Regions from separate parts of the Rattus norvegicus genome. Here all the other regions are linked to region 3. Evidence: chromatin contacts called from public Hi-C data. All regions are on one chromosome and are shown on one strand. Each heading gives the region's core, a stretch centred on a gene start, on an enhancer-like site or on the middle of the called end of the contact. The rest is flanking DNA. Distances are from core to core; before and after follow the strand shown. Region 1 holds the start of Mrps28 (mitochondrial ribosomal protein S28). Region 2 overlaps Mrps28 (mitochondrial ribosomal protein S28). Region 3 holds the start of Hey1 (hes-related family bHLH transcription factor with YRPW motif 1).

The links. A called contact is a pair of places that touch in the nucleus more often than the background predicts.
Region 1: a Hi-C map of liver shows a contact between it and region 3, with 3 times the contacts expected there. The contact joins the promoter of Mrps28 here to the promoter of Hey1 in region 3. A contact is called at or near these places in 2 of 12 Hi-C or Micro-C datasets (frontal cortex and liver) and 1 of 1 datasets of contacts at active chromatin or transcription factors (oligodendrocytes).
Region 2: a Hi-C map of Schwann cells shows a contact between it and region 3, with 11 times the contacts expected there. The contact joins the enhancer-like site here to the promoter of Hey1 in region 3. A contact is called at or near these places in 10 of 12 Hi-C or Micro-C datasets (the Rat2 cell line, Schwann cells, frontal cortex and 5 more) and 1 of 1 datasets of contacts at active chromatin or transcription factors (oligodendrocytes).

Annotation. Positions count from the first base shown.
Region 1 is chr2:94,726,610-94,729,309 of GRCr8, reverse strand. It overlaps Mrps28 (mitochondrial ribosomal protein S28), which reads right to left and starts at 1,276. Exons shown (of 3, transcript NM_001412947.1): 1 at 1,049-1,276. The coding sequence starts at 1,258.
Region 2 is chr2:94,746,151-94,748,879 of GRCr8, reverse strand. All of the region lies in intron 1 of Mrps28 (mitochondrial ribosomal protein S28), which reads right to left. Among named protein-coding and RNA genes, the nearest start is that of Mrps28, 19 kb to the right of the region's middle. Within about 2 kb of position 1,424, at least 1 of the 93 cell types and tissues checked has an H3K27ac peak or open chromatin away from gene starts, as enhancers often do. A contact at or near this core is called in Schwann cells, where this site is marked.
Region 3 is chr2:95,002,680-95,005,417 of GRCr8, reverse strand. It overlaps Hey1 (hes-related family bHLH transcription factor with YRPW motif 1), which reads right to left and starts at 1,483. Exons shown (of 5, transcript NM_001191845.2): 1 at 1,234-1,483; 2 at 948-1,023; 3 at 725-808; 4 at 396-477. The coding sequence starts at 1,322.

The DNA.
Region 1 (2,700 bases), core at 27-2,526, 280 kb after region 3:
GAGTGTTTTTATGTGATTCCTGAGTATGTGTACAAGTGCCTTCTCTTGGGCTCTTTTCGTTCTGTTTGTTTTGTCCAATTCTAATGTTTTAAGTTTTTGTTATCGTCTTCTATTTTGTTTTAGTATTAAAAAAAGAATTCCTATTGTCCTATAAGTAAAAAAAAAAAATTGTTTTAAGCCACTGCATGTGGCAAAAATCACAAAATTATGTCCTGAGGTCCTTCCCATCATTGGATCAAAGAAAAGTTTTGGCACTCAAAACTAAAATGACCCTACCATCCTGAAATATCTACATGTGTACTGTTCAGTAAAACACAGGAAATTCAGGTTTTTTTCTTATATAACCTAACTTCATGCATAATGGAATCTCATAATTTTTAATCCTTATTGTCTATTTGCACTACTTCATGTAGCTAAACGTTTTTACCCTATTTTACAAATAATGCTTTACACAAATGGAAAAGAAAACTTTTTTTTTAATAAAAGATCATTTTCAGTAAAGGAACGTGAAATACTGACAGTTTAAATCATACACCCAGTTCACAATAGCTTTAACTGTCACTTTACCTATGCATTCAATTAAGATGTTTGTGACAGGCCGGGAGCTTCAGACCTCAGCTCCTTAAGGCAGAATTAAGCCCTAGAGCTGTTTTCCTCCAAATCTTGTGGGTTGCCCCACAAACCCGCTGGATACTTTGCTCATAATGTCGCACAAGAGTTTGCAGAAAGAACCCACACGGCCGTAAATGCCGTGAAAAAGAAAGAAAACATTAATCACACGCTCTGCTGCAGGTCAAGGGTAGGAAGCTGTTACACCCGCCGCTCCAGTCCCTCCTCTCTCCATCCCTAAGTCACTGGCATAGCCCATGTCAACAAGGACCAAATTTATCCCCCCACCATGCTGGCCCCTCCCTAGTGTCGCAGCCTTAGCCCCTCCCCAACACTGACAGCTTCTGCCCCACCATGCTGGCTCCTCCTAGTGTCCTGGGCTTAGCTCCTCCCCACGCTTGGTCCCGTTTCCGGACGTGGCGCCGCGAGGCCTGCTCACCAGCCCGAGCTCCGCCTTCCGCTGCAGCTCCGAGTGTCGCTCCAGAGCGCTCGCGAAGCCTCCTGAGCGCGCCCGAGGAGCGGAGGAATCGTGGATCGCATTCTCGGCGCCACTCTCCGTACTTGCATTTCGCAAAGGCTTGGAGAAGACAAGCGCTCTCAGGAAACGGCTCCCAACAGTCCCGGCGTGTGACCCACACAGCGCCGCCATGACGCCTGCACGACCTCTGACCTCTTCCGCACGCTGGCCGGTCAGGGGGCGGGCCGAAGAGAGCCCCGCCTACTGCCCTAATACTGGGCGAGCCTGCGAGGCCCGTAGATTAATGCCTAATTGACCGCTCTCCCACGGACGCCATGGAGAGAGCGCATGCCTCGCATGGGAAGCAGTGACACTGCAGCTGCTGTACCCCACGGTCTTCAGAGGTCTCCTTGGTTATCCTACTGGAGTTGGAAGCCCCAAGCTCTAAAGCACCTCCGGTGCCTTTATTATTCAGCACTTTCGAAAGTGTCATGCTTGAGATTTGAAATCATTCTTTGTGTTCGCCCTCCAATTTTGTAAACTCCAGGAAGGAAGAATATTGCCTTTGCAAATCGGCACAAAGTCGTTCATAAAACTGGTGGTAGGTCTGTCCTGGGCCACTTCTGTTGCCAGTCACCTGCATTACAAAACCCAACAGAAGTTTTATCCTGGCTAACTACCATCATTTCCCATGAATTAATCCTCAGAATATGCCCAGGCGTAGCACTTCCATACCCCCATCCCCAAATACTTGATATTTATTGTTTGTTTCTCCCCAGTATAAATCCCCATAATTTGTCCATCCACTTCAGAATCAAACCTAACACCATAGTTGCAAAAGTGTTTGACTTTTAGGTGGACCCCTAATAATCAACCTACAAATTACTAAATCTGAGGGCAGGTGTCACAAAAATATCCTTTGTGCTCACTAAGTAGTTAGTTGAGGGTGACCTTCAACACCTGCTTCTCCCTGAATGGTGGGACATTACAAGCACTGTCACTACCACAGCCAGGACAGAACCTCTTTTATGTCTTTGACATATGTTGATCCCGAAGGTATATTCTGATCATGGAATGGTGCATAATTTTATGCATCACTTAACACTCACCATTACTTTCAGTAGGAGCCTGAGGTAGATTCCACTCCAGGTGAGATCTCACACTGCACACGTAAACCCATTTCTGCTGACAGTTAAGTGGATTCTCGTCGAAAATGTCCATCTATGGCTATCACTACATTCAGCTCCTTTTGAAAACAGTGTGGCAAATTGTAGAGCATAACCAGTGACATTTAAGAGCCCTCAGCAGCCCCAAGTCAGGAACTTTCATCTTGGGCAATCCTGTACCCAGTGCTGATTTGGTTTTCCTACTTAGGAAAGCAAGCTGACCACCGGTGCCAAGTTTAAAGAACTGCTTTGCAAACTTAATATTGTATCACTTCAAGTGCTTGTCCAGCATGGCAAGGCCCTAGGTTCCGTCTTCTGCATAAGTCCCTGTGCATCTGGATGTACTGAACAAATGAGGCCCTACCTTTAAATCCAACAGACATGTTATATTCATGTTGCCTGAGCTGGTGGATAACCCTGAAAGGCTGGCAGCGCTATAGGGGTGGGGTTTGTTACTGTACACTCTCA
Region 2 (2,729 bases), core at 175-2,674, 260 kb after region 3:
ATATATAAAAAGAATTATTCCCCATAATCAAGTGTGCCATGGCAGGGTCTGTATACAGAGATCAACTAATGTAGCCACCCATCAAATCAATAGGCTACAGAAGAAAAATCACATGGTCCTGTCAACAGCTGCAAAAAAAGCCTAGGACAAAATGCAATACACAGCCATAAACACTCTCACTAAGCTAGGAATAGAGGAGAGCTTTTAACTTGATAACGAATATCTTCAAAGAACCCTTTCAGCTATCATAATCAATGATGAAACATTCACCATTCTGAAGCCTTCAGCATCACAATGTATGCAACATGCCCTCCCTAAAGCAGTAGGGCAAAAACAGGGGGTGGGGGAGAAACTAAACAAAGAGTATACAAAAGAAAGAGTAAAACTGTCCTTATAGGTGACATGAGGCATGATCATCTATGCCTCATCTTAAACTCAGCAGGCCAAGGAATGGGACCTCAGCCAGTAATGGGTTTACCCAGCATGCACCATGCATCCTACACCACATAAAACTGGGAGTAGTAACATGCTTATAATCCCAGAGCTCAGGAGGTAAACTCAAGAGGATCAGAAGTTCAAGGCCACTCTTGCCCATATGAAGGTAAAAGCTAGTTGTTGGTGGTATTTTAATGAAAGCTAACAATAAAACCTTGGGAGAAAAAAGTCAGCCTATGCTACCCGAGACTCTGAAAAAAATAAAAATAAGAGCTCAGTAGCCAACTCTGCTCCTCCTGGACATGGTAGGTTACTGCAGCAGGTTTGCAGGACATCAGGGTCTGTCAGAGTAGCCGTCATGCTTGATGGACAAAGACATTTACAAAAGCTAGGCTCACATTCTCTCTCCCCCCTCACTCCATCTCCTACTTTTCCCTCCTCTTTCTCTGGCCCCTTTGCCCTTCTCCTTCCTCCTCTCTTTCACCAACTACACAGATTTGTGTAACTAGAAGTCAGGTCATGCAGCTAAGTACATAAAATTTTACTTCCAGCTATCCTACGACGTGAAATAGTTTCCTGAGCAAGACCAAATGTTTTGCTGTAAGACCTCAGGTAATTCACTCTGTATTAGAATTTCTCTAGTAACACAGACCACATTTAAATCTTATCCTTGTATTTTTTCTTGCTTGCTATACTCCAAGGTGAAAGAGTTATCTGTCTTGCGCACTACTACAAAGTTGCATAAATATCTAATCACAGCTCATAAAGGACAAAGAAAGTGGTATATTTACTGACTATCCTTTTAGTCTTTTAGAAATCAATGTCTAGTCCATTTATGTATGATGCCACCCTCTCAACATTACTCAAATTCCAATCTTGGACACGCTAGTCAAAACAATCTTTCCAGAGAAGATTCTCTTTACAGTAGCAACAGTACTGAGTCAGTGACTACTGAGTGCCCAACCCTAAGCAGGACACTCACCATTGCCCTCAGACATGCAGGGAACAGGCAGAGGGGAGGGAAAGGGGTCTAAGAGCTGGAGGACAGAGAAGGGCATTCTAAAATGCTGCCTTCTAGACATGGATGACAGTGATTGGCTGTGTGAGACCCATGAGGACTCGGGGGTGGAACTGAGCCACACAGGCTTACGCGGCAAGTGTTTCTACTGAGGCATGCTTTCTAGCGCCACATATTAAATTTAAAGTGAATTCATAAGCCACATCTTAAATGCTCAATTGCTATATGTGGACAGTTTGCTACAGGACTTTTCTACCATCCCACAGAGGGCTAGACAGATGGCTCAGTTTGCAAACTTCCTGCTGTGAAAGCATGAAAGAGCTGGGTTCAGATCCCCAGCACCCAGCACCTGAAGCACTGTGTGGGTGCACTTGTACTCACACTGGGAAAGTGGAGCTGGGAGAGTCCCTGGGCTTTGCTGGCTAGCTAGTCTAACTGAATCCAGTGAATCCTGGCTCAGCGGGAGACCCTGTCCCAAAAAGGAAGGCAGAGAGCAACAGAAAGACAACCAATATTAGCCTCCAGCAGCCACACGAATGCACACACATTTGCACATGTACTCACATCTACAAACACACAAGTACCCATCACACACACATATACAAAAAAATTTCTATTAAAAATAGCTTGTATTAAGAAATCTGAGCCAACTTTCAAGGACAAGAAAGAAAGTCATAATGAAAGGAACCCAGCATTGCTCCAGGTCTAGTATATTATGACAAGCTTGCTACATGGAGACTGTAAATATAGTATGTTGGCCCAAGAGACTAAAGGGACTTTTAATACTCTGCTTGTCTAGCTGAATAAAGCATACTAAATGAAAATAGACTACACTAAATAAGACTCAAACACCCTCCTTAGTCTAGCAGAAGAATCTAAAAGGCCTGAAGAGAAGAGAAGGCTGGAATAGGGATAATCTCTTGTATCCTGTGTGGAAGCATCACCTGTCAATAAAAAGCTGGTGGTCAATAAGCTGAGGCAGGATTAGAAGGTGGGACATCTGGCAGAGAGAAAGGAACTCTGGGAAATAGTCAAGCACAGGAAGATTCGCGCCCCCAGACTCAGAGGAAGTATGAAGCAGAGGAGATATAACTAGTCATGCGGCAAACAGAATAGTATAAACGGGTTAATACCGGTTACAAGCTAGTGGGAACAGGCCAAGCTTGTGGCCTAGACATTTAATTAATAAATAATAAGCCTCCGAGTTGTTATTCGGAAACAAGGGTACAATGGAAGAGTCCATGGATTGCTGATTTAAAGCTGTTCACCTGCCTTT
Region 3 (2,738 bases), core at 234-2,733:
CCCAGCAGGTCTCTTTCCTCCAAATTCTTTTGGCAGTTCGTTTTCTAAATCCTCTATATGAGGCTATCTAGTTGTTGTTTTTAACAAGCCATTTCCCAAGGTTTTCTTAAATAGTAACAGACAAATGTGACTGACTTGACCTAAATCAGGGCTGTCACAACTGGAGGAGCTCCTGGAGAAGGCACTTGCTGAAAGGTGCATTAGCTCATTGAGAGAGGACTAGGGTGATGTATTCGCTGTTCAAGAACCCATGTGCTGTGGAAGGTGCACTGGTTGGCAATCACATACAGCTCTCTCCCCACCCCCAAAGCAAAAGCAGGCAGGGACTGCACCAATCCCAGACTGCGCTTGCTGCTCCCTCCACGCGCAGAGCCAGCTGAGCTGGAGAGGAATACCTTTCCCTCCTGCAGTGTGCAGCATTTTCAGGTGATCCACAGTCATCTGCAAGATCTCAGCTTTTTCTAGCTTCGCAGATCCCTAAGAAGATGACAAGAGGCTTATTCGACACAAGTGCTTTTGGAGAACTTAAAATATGCACACGAACATGCATACATGTAAAATACAAACGTAAACAAAAGCAAAACGAGATGTATCCACAAAAATCTGTTGGAATTTGTGTAAGGACGTTCAACGACCTGGCACAAATGGAGGTTAGAAGCATGGAGGAGAGGAAATCAGAAGGTGCTGAAGGCTACACTAGGCGCTCTCATACTTCCTCCATTACCTGCTTCTCAAAAGCACTGGGTACCAGCCTTCTCAGCTCAGACAAACTGTTATTGATTCGGTCTCGTCGGCGCTTCTCGATGATCTATGGGAAGCAGACAAAAACAAAGGAAGGCATTTCCATTATGACTGTACATTCCAATGAGGAGCAATGTGGTTCTTTCCGTTAGTTAATATAACAATGTGCATATGTGTTTAAATTGGGGGGGGGGGGAGATACTCACGCCTCTCCGTCTTTTCCGGGCCAAAACCTGGGACGATGTGGTTGGGGACATGGAACCCAGCGCCGAACTCAAGTTTCTGTAAGATGGGAAGCAATTGCCTTGAGAAAGGATGAGGAGTCAGAGCCTTCCTACACTCAGATTTCTTTGGCAACTTGAGCTGGATAGAGCGGAGAGGATCGCTCACAGCCAGAAGCGGCCGGCCCACGACTCCCGGCAATGGGGACCCAGCACCAGCGCACCCCATCCTCTCCTCCGGCTCCGGATCGGCCGGACGCCGCTAACTCACCCATTCTCGTCTGCGCTCTCCTTCTCCACCTCGATGGTCTCGTCCAGCTCACTATCAGAGGAGCTGTAGTCCGGGTGAGCTCTCTTCATGGTGGCGGAGCGCGGGCTCCCAGGAGGGTCGCGCGGCGGGCAGGGAGGAGTTAACTGCGCGGCCGCTCGGCGCTCGGCTGCAGGCGGTGCGTGCACACTGATCCCACTCACGCTCAGCCTCTGGTTAAAACTCAACCATCCCTTTCCCACGCTGCGCCCCTTCCCAGGGATAGGGGGAGGGCGGAGGAGGCGGGGAGGTTGGGGCAGGGGCGGGGCCGCGGCTCCCGGGCAACCGCGGGCTCCCGCCAATCGGCGCCTCGCTACGCGGATTGGCAGCCGCAGTGGGGCGGGACGAGCAGACCAGGCCCGCTGCGCCCCGCCCCTGGAGCCCGCCCCTGCCCGGCGGCAGTGCGTCGGCTCTGCGGGAGCTCGGCTGGGGGCCGCGGGCGGCGGTGGGCCGGCGGCGGGCAGGAATGGAGGGCCGGCCGGGGACACCAGCCCGGCAATAGCCACCGACCCGCCCCACCCGGCGCGCCCCGATTGGCCTGGCCGTGTGCCAGGGCCGCGCCTGCAGCGCCGCCGGTGAGCCGCACGCGCCGCGGGCCGTGGGAAAGTGCCGGCGCCCCGGCCGCCAGCCAATCCGGACGGACGGCGACGGCGGCCGCGCTGGCGGCGGCGGCGGCAGCTCTGGGCGTCCGCATGAATGGAGAAGAATAGCCTGGCGGGGGAGCGGGGCTGCGCGAGGGCGCGCCTGCCGGGCTCCTGGTGTGAACCTGTAATCGGAGTCCGGGCGCCGGCGGGCCCCGGAAGCCCCTGCCCGCGTCCGGCTCTCGGCACTGCTGTCGGTGCCCAGCGGCGGGAGGCGCGCACAGTTGGCGGATCCTGCAGGAACAGTCGCCCGAGGCGCCGCTCGTTTGGGTGGTGGCCACCAGCTCTGGGAGCAGAGCCTGGGGCGCCGATCAAGGGATGCTGCCTTTTGGGCTCTGGGAGCCCGTGACAATCCTTCAGGGCTTCTCAACTCCGGGACGCATCTCATTCCCGGGAAAGTGGACCGCTTGTTTTCTGGGTTAGCTTGAGGGAGGGCTAGCTGTCCCCGGAGACATTCATTATGTTGGGATTTTTGCTGTTGTTTTGTTTTGTTTTTGCCCTCCCTTCCCCCTAGAGTTGGCGGCCAGATCCTCTCAGCAGGCGACAGGGTGGCGGCCTGAGTGTTTGCTTCTGAGTCTGACTTCGCTGCGGGGATGCACGTTTCTGGCCGGCACCGCGCAAACACACATCATCCCTTTGGTCTCATTTGGGGCAGGCATTTGGGGTGCTATATGAGGTTCTGCACACCGTTCTCCCCGCTTCCCCACCAGGAAGGCCGACTTTTAAAAATAGTTTGGTTCCCGAGTCCAGAGTTCATAGAAGTAGACGTCCTAGAGAAAACCCAGTCTATCCCGCTCAAAGGTAGTGAGTGCACTTTGGGATCCACTC